Regions from separate parts of the Sus scrofa genome. Here region 1 is linked to region 2. Evidence: chromatin contacts called from public promoter capture Hi-C data. All regions are on one chromosome and are shown on one strand. The core of a region is the stretch at or near the end of the contact, and the rest is flanking DNA. Distances in the headings are between cores, read along the strand shown.

The links. Promoter capture Hi-C pulls out the DNA fragments that hold promoters and counts their contacts.
Region 1: a promoter capture Hi-C map of fetal skeletal muscle shows a contact between it and region 2, with 3 times the contacts expected there. The contact joins the enhancer-like site here to the promoter of PIK3CD in region 2. A contact is called at or near these places in 3 of 5 promoter capture datasets (fetal liver, fetal skeletal muscle and liver), 13 of 47 Hi-C or Micro-C datasets (alveolar macrophages, embryonic fibroblasts, epiblast stem cells and 8 more) and 2 of 2 datasets of contacts at active chromatin or transcription factors (alveolar macrophages and skeletal muscle).

What each region holds. Positions count from the first base shown.
Region 1 is chr6:70,193,918-70,196,617 of Sscrofa11.1, reverse strand. All of the region lies in intron 3 of CTNNBIP1 (beta-catenin-interacting protein 1), which reads left to right. Among named protein-coding and RNA genes, the nearest start is that of CLSTN1, 30 kb to the right of the region's middle. Within about 2 kb of position 1,342, at least 36 of the 83 cell types and tissues checked have an H3K27ac peak or open chromatin away from gene starts, as enhancers often do. A contact at or near this core is called in fetal skeletal muscle, omental adipose tissue, retroperitoneal adipose tissue and 2 more, where this site is marked.
Region 2 is chr6:70,024,869-70,027,568 of Sscrofa11.1, reverse strand. It overlaps PIK3CD (phosphatidylinositol 4,5-bisphosphate 3-kinase catalytic subunit delta isoform), which reads right to left and starts at 1,264. Exons shown (of 23, transcript XM_021095292.1): 1 at 1,121-1,264.

The DNA of each region.
Region 1 (2,700 bases), core at 93-2,592, 170 kb before region 2:
CTCATCTCCCCAGAGCTGATACCGGAGCCGTGTGGTTTCAGGGAGCTGGGGAGCCAGGTAGCAGGAGTGAGTTCTTATGGGCAGCACAATAATGAGTCCTTGGGGCGAGGAGGAAGAACCAAATCCAAAAATCTCATGGTCGGGAAGGGGCAGACCCGGAATGGAGCCACTTGGATGCTCTGGAGCATGTGGCTGTGTCTCCTCTCCCGCTGGTCGGCCGTGTGCATGGAGCTTCCACGGGGACCTGGCAGGTCGAATTCCCTGGACGGTTTTGGAGAACTTCTGCCAAAGGTCACTCCTAACGTTAACCTCCAGCAGGAATTCGGAGACTCCGGGTAGCAGGAGTGAATTTCTAAGTTTTTCAGGCCCCGGTCATTTGCCCTCTTTAGGAAGGAGGTCAGGAGGTCAGGAGGTCATGTGATCCCTGAGCCCACACGGAGTGATCCTGGGGAGCTCTGGCCAGCGAGGGGCGCAAGGGTTTCAGAGGCTGGGGGGAGGGGGGTTGACCTTGGAGGAGCCCGTGACTCTGAATCGGGTGATGGGGTGTCTCCACCGTGGCTGATGCTGGTGCCCGAGGTCCCGCCTTTTCTCTGGTGACATCAGTCCAGGGCTGGGTCCTGAACTGAGGGGCCGTGGGGCTGGCAGCCTTTGGAAGCGGCCCAGCTATTTGGACCTGGTGTCAGTTTCTTGGGGAGGGCTGACCCCCAGGGCTGTGTTCTCTCCCGCCACCTTTGAGCGCCGGCTCCTCCAAGCTGGACTTTGCAGGTGCTGGAAGAGCTCTGGCTTGTTCCCCGCTGCCAGGCCCTTTGCTGGCATGGATGCAGGAGCCTCAGGGTCCACACATCCCAGGCGAGGGGGCCTGGCCCCTCCTCCTGCCGCCTGGCCTCCCGGAGAGGGAGGGAGGCGGGTGTCTGGAGCCGGCCGTGTCCGCCCTGGAAGCGGGCCCAGCTCCGTGGAGCTCCAGGGTCTGTGCCTTTCCTGGAAAAGGGCAAGGGGCCAGATCTGAGAAACAGGCCGTGTGTACCCTTCTTCCACCCATTGGCCTCAGGCCTGCAGCCATCTCCCTGTTCCTCTTCCCTGTTCTTTTTCATTTCTGGGACCTTTTTCCAAATCACCCCAGCACCCTTTGGTGAGCGGGCTTCCTGATGGCAACAGGCCGATGCCCTCTGTGAGCCAGGACGTGGGCTGAGGGTGCTGCTGGTGTGTGGAGCCTGTGCTGGGCTTTTGATTCTGCTGGTGTGAATTCATCCTGAGCTTGCAAACAGACTAGCAACCCCATTGTCTATCTCCCGCCCCCGGCTAGGGGCCAGTTCCCTTTTCTAAGCTCCTGAATGTTTGTCATTTTTCTCTGCCCAGTCATTTGACCAGACTCCGTTAAAGTGGCAGAGCTGGCATGGGGTGTGAAATGACCCGCTGGGTGCCCTGCCCTAGTTGAGAGCTGTGCCCTCAGCAGTGCCTTGGCCCTGCTGTCTGTAGCAGGTGAGCCACGGGACTGGGGGGGCACCTGGCAGAGCAGTGGGCGAAGGCAGGGGCCAGGGCTGGGCTCCTCCCAGGTCAGCCCTCTGGGTTTCATGCTGAATTTTCTCCATGGCATCCCAGGGTTGCTGTGGTGTTTTATAAATCCCAGGTCTTGGCTCCTTTCTAATGGGGGTGGATGGCTTGGTGCGGTCTCTGCCAACAGATCTGAGCAGCCTCAGTGCTCAGGGTGATGGGGGCAGGACCAATATTTCCTGCTTCTAACAGGAAAAAGCAAAGTGAGTGGTGCAGTGTGGTCCTCGGAGTCTGTGTTGGGTCCTCCCTCTGCCTCTGATTCACCAAGTTACTTTGTTTCTTGGAGCTTCAGATTCCTCCCCTATAACAGTTCATCCTGAATCACTTTTTTTTTTTCTTTGGGGGGCATGCCCATGGATATGCAAATTTCCAGGCCAGGGATCGAACCCAAGCCACAGCAGTGACAATGCCATCTTTAACGACTAGGCCACCAGGGAACTCCCTGGATCACTATTTTAGAAGCTGCGTGTGTGTGGTCAGGAAGGGCCTGGGGATGTGATTTTGCACAGAGACTGTCATGATGTGTGAGAGCTGTGAGCTGGCCTTGGGGAAAACATTGAGACAAAGGAAACAGCAGGTGCAAAGGTCCTGAGGTGCAAGTCCCTTTGCCTGAAAGCCAGCCAGGAGGCCTCTGCGGCTGAGGCAGAGTGAGAGGTGGGAGGAGGCACAGAAAAGGAGGTGGAGAGGCAGCCAGAGACTAGATCATGTTTGGGTCTTGCAGGCACAGTGTGGAGTTTGGAGTTTACTTTGAGTATGATGAGAAATAATAAACTGCCTTTGGAGTTTTGAGCAAAGGAATGGTAGGATCTGACTTCTTTTTTTTTTTGCTTTTAAGGGCTGCACGTGCAGCATGTGGAAGTTCCCAGGCTAGGGGTCAGATCAGAGCTGCACCTGCTGGCCTACACCACAGCCACGGCAACATGGATTCCTTAACCCACTGAGCGAGGCCAAGGATTGAACCTGCGTCCTCATGGATCCTAGCTGGGTTCGTTACCACTGAGCCACAATGGGAACTCCCTGACTTATGTTCTTAAGAACATCCTTCTGACTGCTGTGTGGAGAATGGAGCGTTAGGGGCCAGAGTGGAGAGATCCAGCAAATGGGGTACAGGAGGCTAGTGAGGGGTAGTGGTGGCCTGGACGAAGGTTC
Region 2 (2,700 bases), core at 15-2,514:
CCCAAGGATGCTGCGCGAGGACCTGGTACGTGGGCTGCCAGCACCTGCTGCCCCAGGGCGCCCCCCCATCCGACCCCGGAAATCCCATCCCCACTCGCTTCCCCTCCAGGAGCAGCTTTCATCAGCGCTTTCCTGGCTCTCCATCTCCTCACTAAGGCACAAGATCGATGGCTAGGCAGTGCCCCCTCCCTGGTCCCCAAGAAAGGTCTCCCTGTCTCCCTCTCCTCGATCTCCAAGAAGGAGGTGCAGAGGACGAAGCCTAAATAAAAACAGGAAACGCAACTTAAAAAAAAAAAAAAAAGAGGAAGGCTCATTCAGGCTGAATTACGGGTAGGAGTATTAAAAAGAAGAAAGAAAGAAAAAAAAAAAAAAAGAGTCCGGAAATGCAAAGCTGGAGGCGGTTTTGCCGCCGTAACCCCGGCTCAGCCGCAGATCCGGGGGCTGATTGCCTCGCGGCGGCAGTAAACACGCGGTGAGCGGCGCCCGCGGTCGGAGCCCCGCCGGGGCGGGCCGGAGAGGGACGGGCCGCAGGTTCACAAGCCCGGTCACGTCCACCCCGGCCTCTCTCCAGCCCGGGACCCGGCTCGCCAGGGCTGCGGCGGGCGCTCGGGGCCAGGGCGCCGAGGCGGTGTGCGCGCCCCTCTCCTCGCGGGTCGACCCGGCAGCCCTGCCGTTGGGAGCGCATCCTGTTCCCCGCGGCGCAGCAGGGAAGCCCCCTGGTCCGGCTCGCCAGCTCCCGGGGCAGGCGCACGGGGCTGAGCCGCGGCCAGGCTCCCCGCACCTCGGCGGGTGCACGCGAGGCCGCACCGCAGCTGGAAGCGCAGCGAGTACCCGGGAGCTCCCCGTACCGCTCCGCGGGGCAAGCAGTCTAGGCGCAGGGGAATAGTGCGCGCCTCTCTCGGCGGCAACCTCGGCTCGGGTCCGGGGGGCTCGGCTCGGGTCCGGGGGGCCCACCCCGGGAGACGCCCCTTGCCGAGCTCGCTGGAAGCGGCAGGCGCACCGGCCCGGGGCGCACCGGCTGTACGCGCCAGGAGATGTCCGCGGTTCCCGAGGTCCCCCGAAGCCCCTGGCCCCGGCCCTCGCCCCTACTTCCCAGTCACAACCAGAGGCGAGCGCTTACCGGTCCCGGCGAGGCTGGCAGTGGCTGGGGCGGCTCGGCCCGGCGCCCGCTGGCAGCGACGGCGCTGGGCGCGACTGAGCCTCGAGAGAAAGAGGCGGGGCGCGGCGGGGGCGCCCCGCCTGCTGACAGTCCGCACACTCCACTTCCCACTTTGTTTCCTTTTTACTTGCAACAGGAAAAACAACAGGTCCTCCCGCCGCTTCTTCTGCCCCTGCGCCCTCCCCCCGCCCTCCCAGGTCTCCGCCCGCCTGGAGGGGCGTCAGCCCAGCTGCCTCTGGAAGCTGCACCTTGTCCTTCTTCCAAACAAGCTTATGTGTTTATAAAGAAAACAACCGAATGAAGGTCCTAAGAGCCCGTAAAAAGCTCCACGCCTTCCACATTCACACACCAAAGGATTTTAACAATGGCCAGAGAAAAGCTGGAGGCTTCTAAGAGCGTCCCCAGGCCAAGTTCAGGGACCTGGGCCCCAGGGAAAGCCGGTGGCCTCCAGGCTTTGGGGAGTCAAAAGCATGGGGACTAGGGGGTCGGGCAATCCCCAAGACCCTTCTAGGATGTGACCGGGGTGAGCCAGTCAATAGCTTAGTCAATGACTTAAGGACCCTCTCCAACCCAGCCTGGCAGGTAAATCACCTATTTTGGTCCCTTGGACAGATGGGAACACTGAGGCTTGAAGCGGGACTCTTTCTATCCAACACTCTCTGGGCCTCCCAGGACCAGCTTGGGCCCAGTACTGGCTGCAGCAACGGGAGGAGCAGAGGCTCTTCTGTGCCTAGCCAGCAAAGGGGAGAGAATTGCGGCAAGACAAATGGGTTACTAAGTGGTCCCAGTTTTCTAAGATCTAGGCTGCAGGCTCTGGTCTCTCGAATGGGTACATGTGGAGGAGCTGGGAGGGACCATGGGTCCCTTTGGGGAATATTGGGTCTGTCCCCAGGAGGGTACATCCTTCCCAACAGAACGTCTGAGGCTCAATCTCACTCCAACCCCAGGCCAGGACCACTGCAGGGCGATATTGTCAAAAGACAGAAGAGAAAAAGACCTTTCAGAGAGAAAATCTGATGGCAGGTCCTGATGTTTCCGAGCACCTGTCCTAGCCCTGCTTTGGCCAGGTTGCTGTGTAAACACTATTCCCTGATTTTCAGAGTTGGTTGTGAGAAAGTCAGATGAGGAGGACTTTTTTCTTTTTTTTTTTTTTTTGTCTTTTGTCTTTTTAGGGCTGCACCCGCAGCATATGGAGGTTCCCAGGCTAGGGGTCTAATCAAAGCTACAGCTGCCGGCCTATACCACAGCCACAGCAACGCCAGATCCGAGCCGTATCTGTGACTATACCACAGCTCACGGCCACGCCGGATCCTTAACCCACTGAGCGAGGCCAAGGATCAAACCCGCCACCTCATGGTTCCTAGTTGGATTTGTTTCTGCTGCGCCACGATGGGAACTCCAGGAAGACTTTTGCAACACCCAAAGAACTCTTCATTGACTATGCCTTTGCTGCCATTCAAATCATGTTTTGGATTCTCTCCTGGTGCAGTGGGTTTAGGATCCAGCATTGTCATCACAGCGGCTCAGGTCTCTGCTGTGAC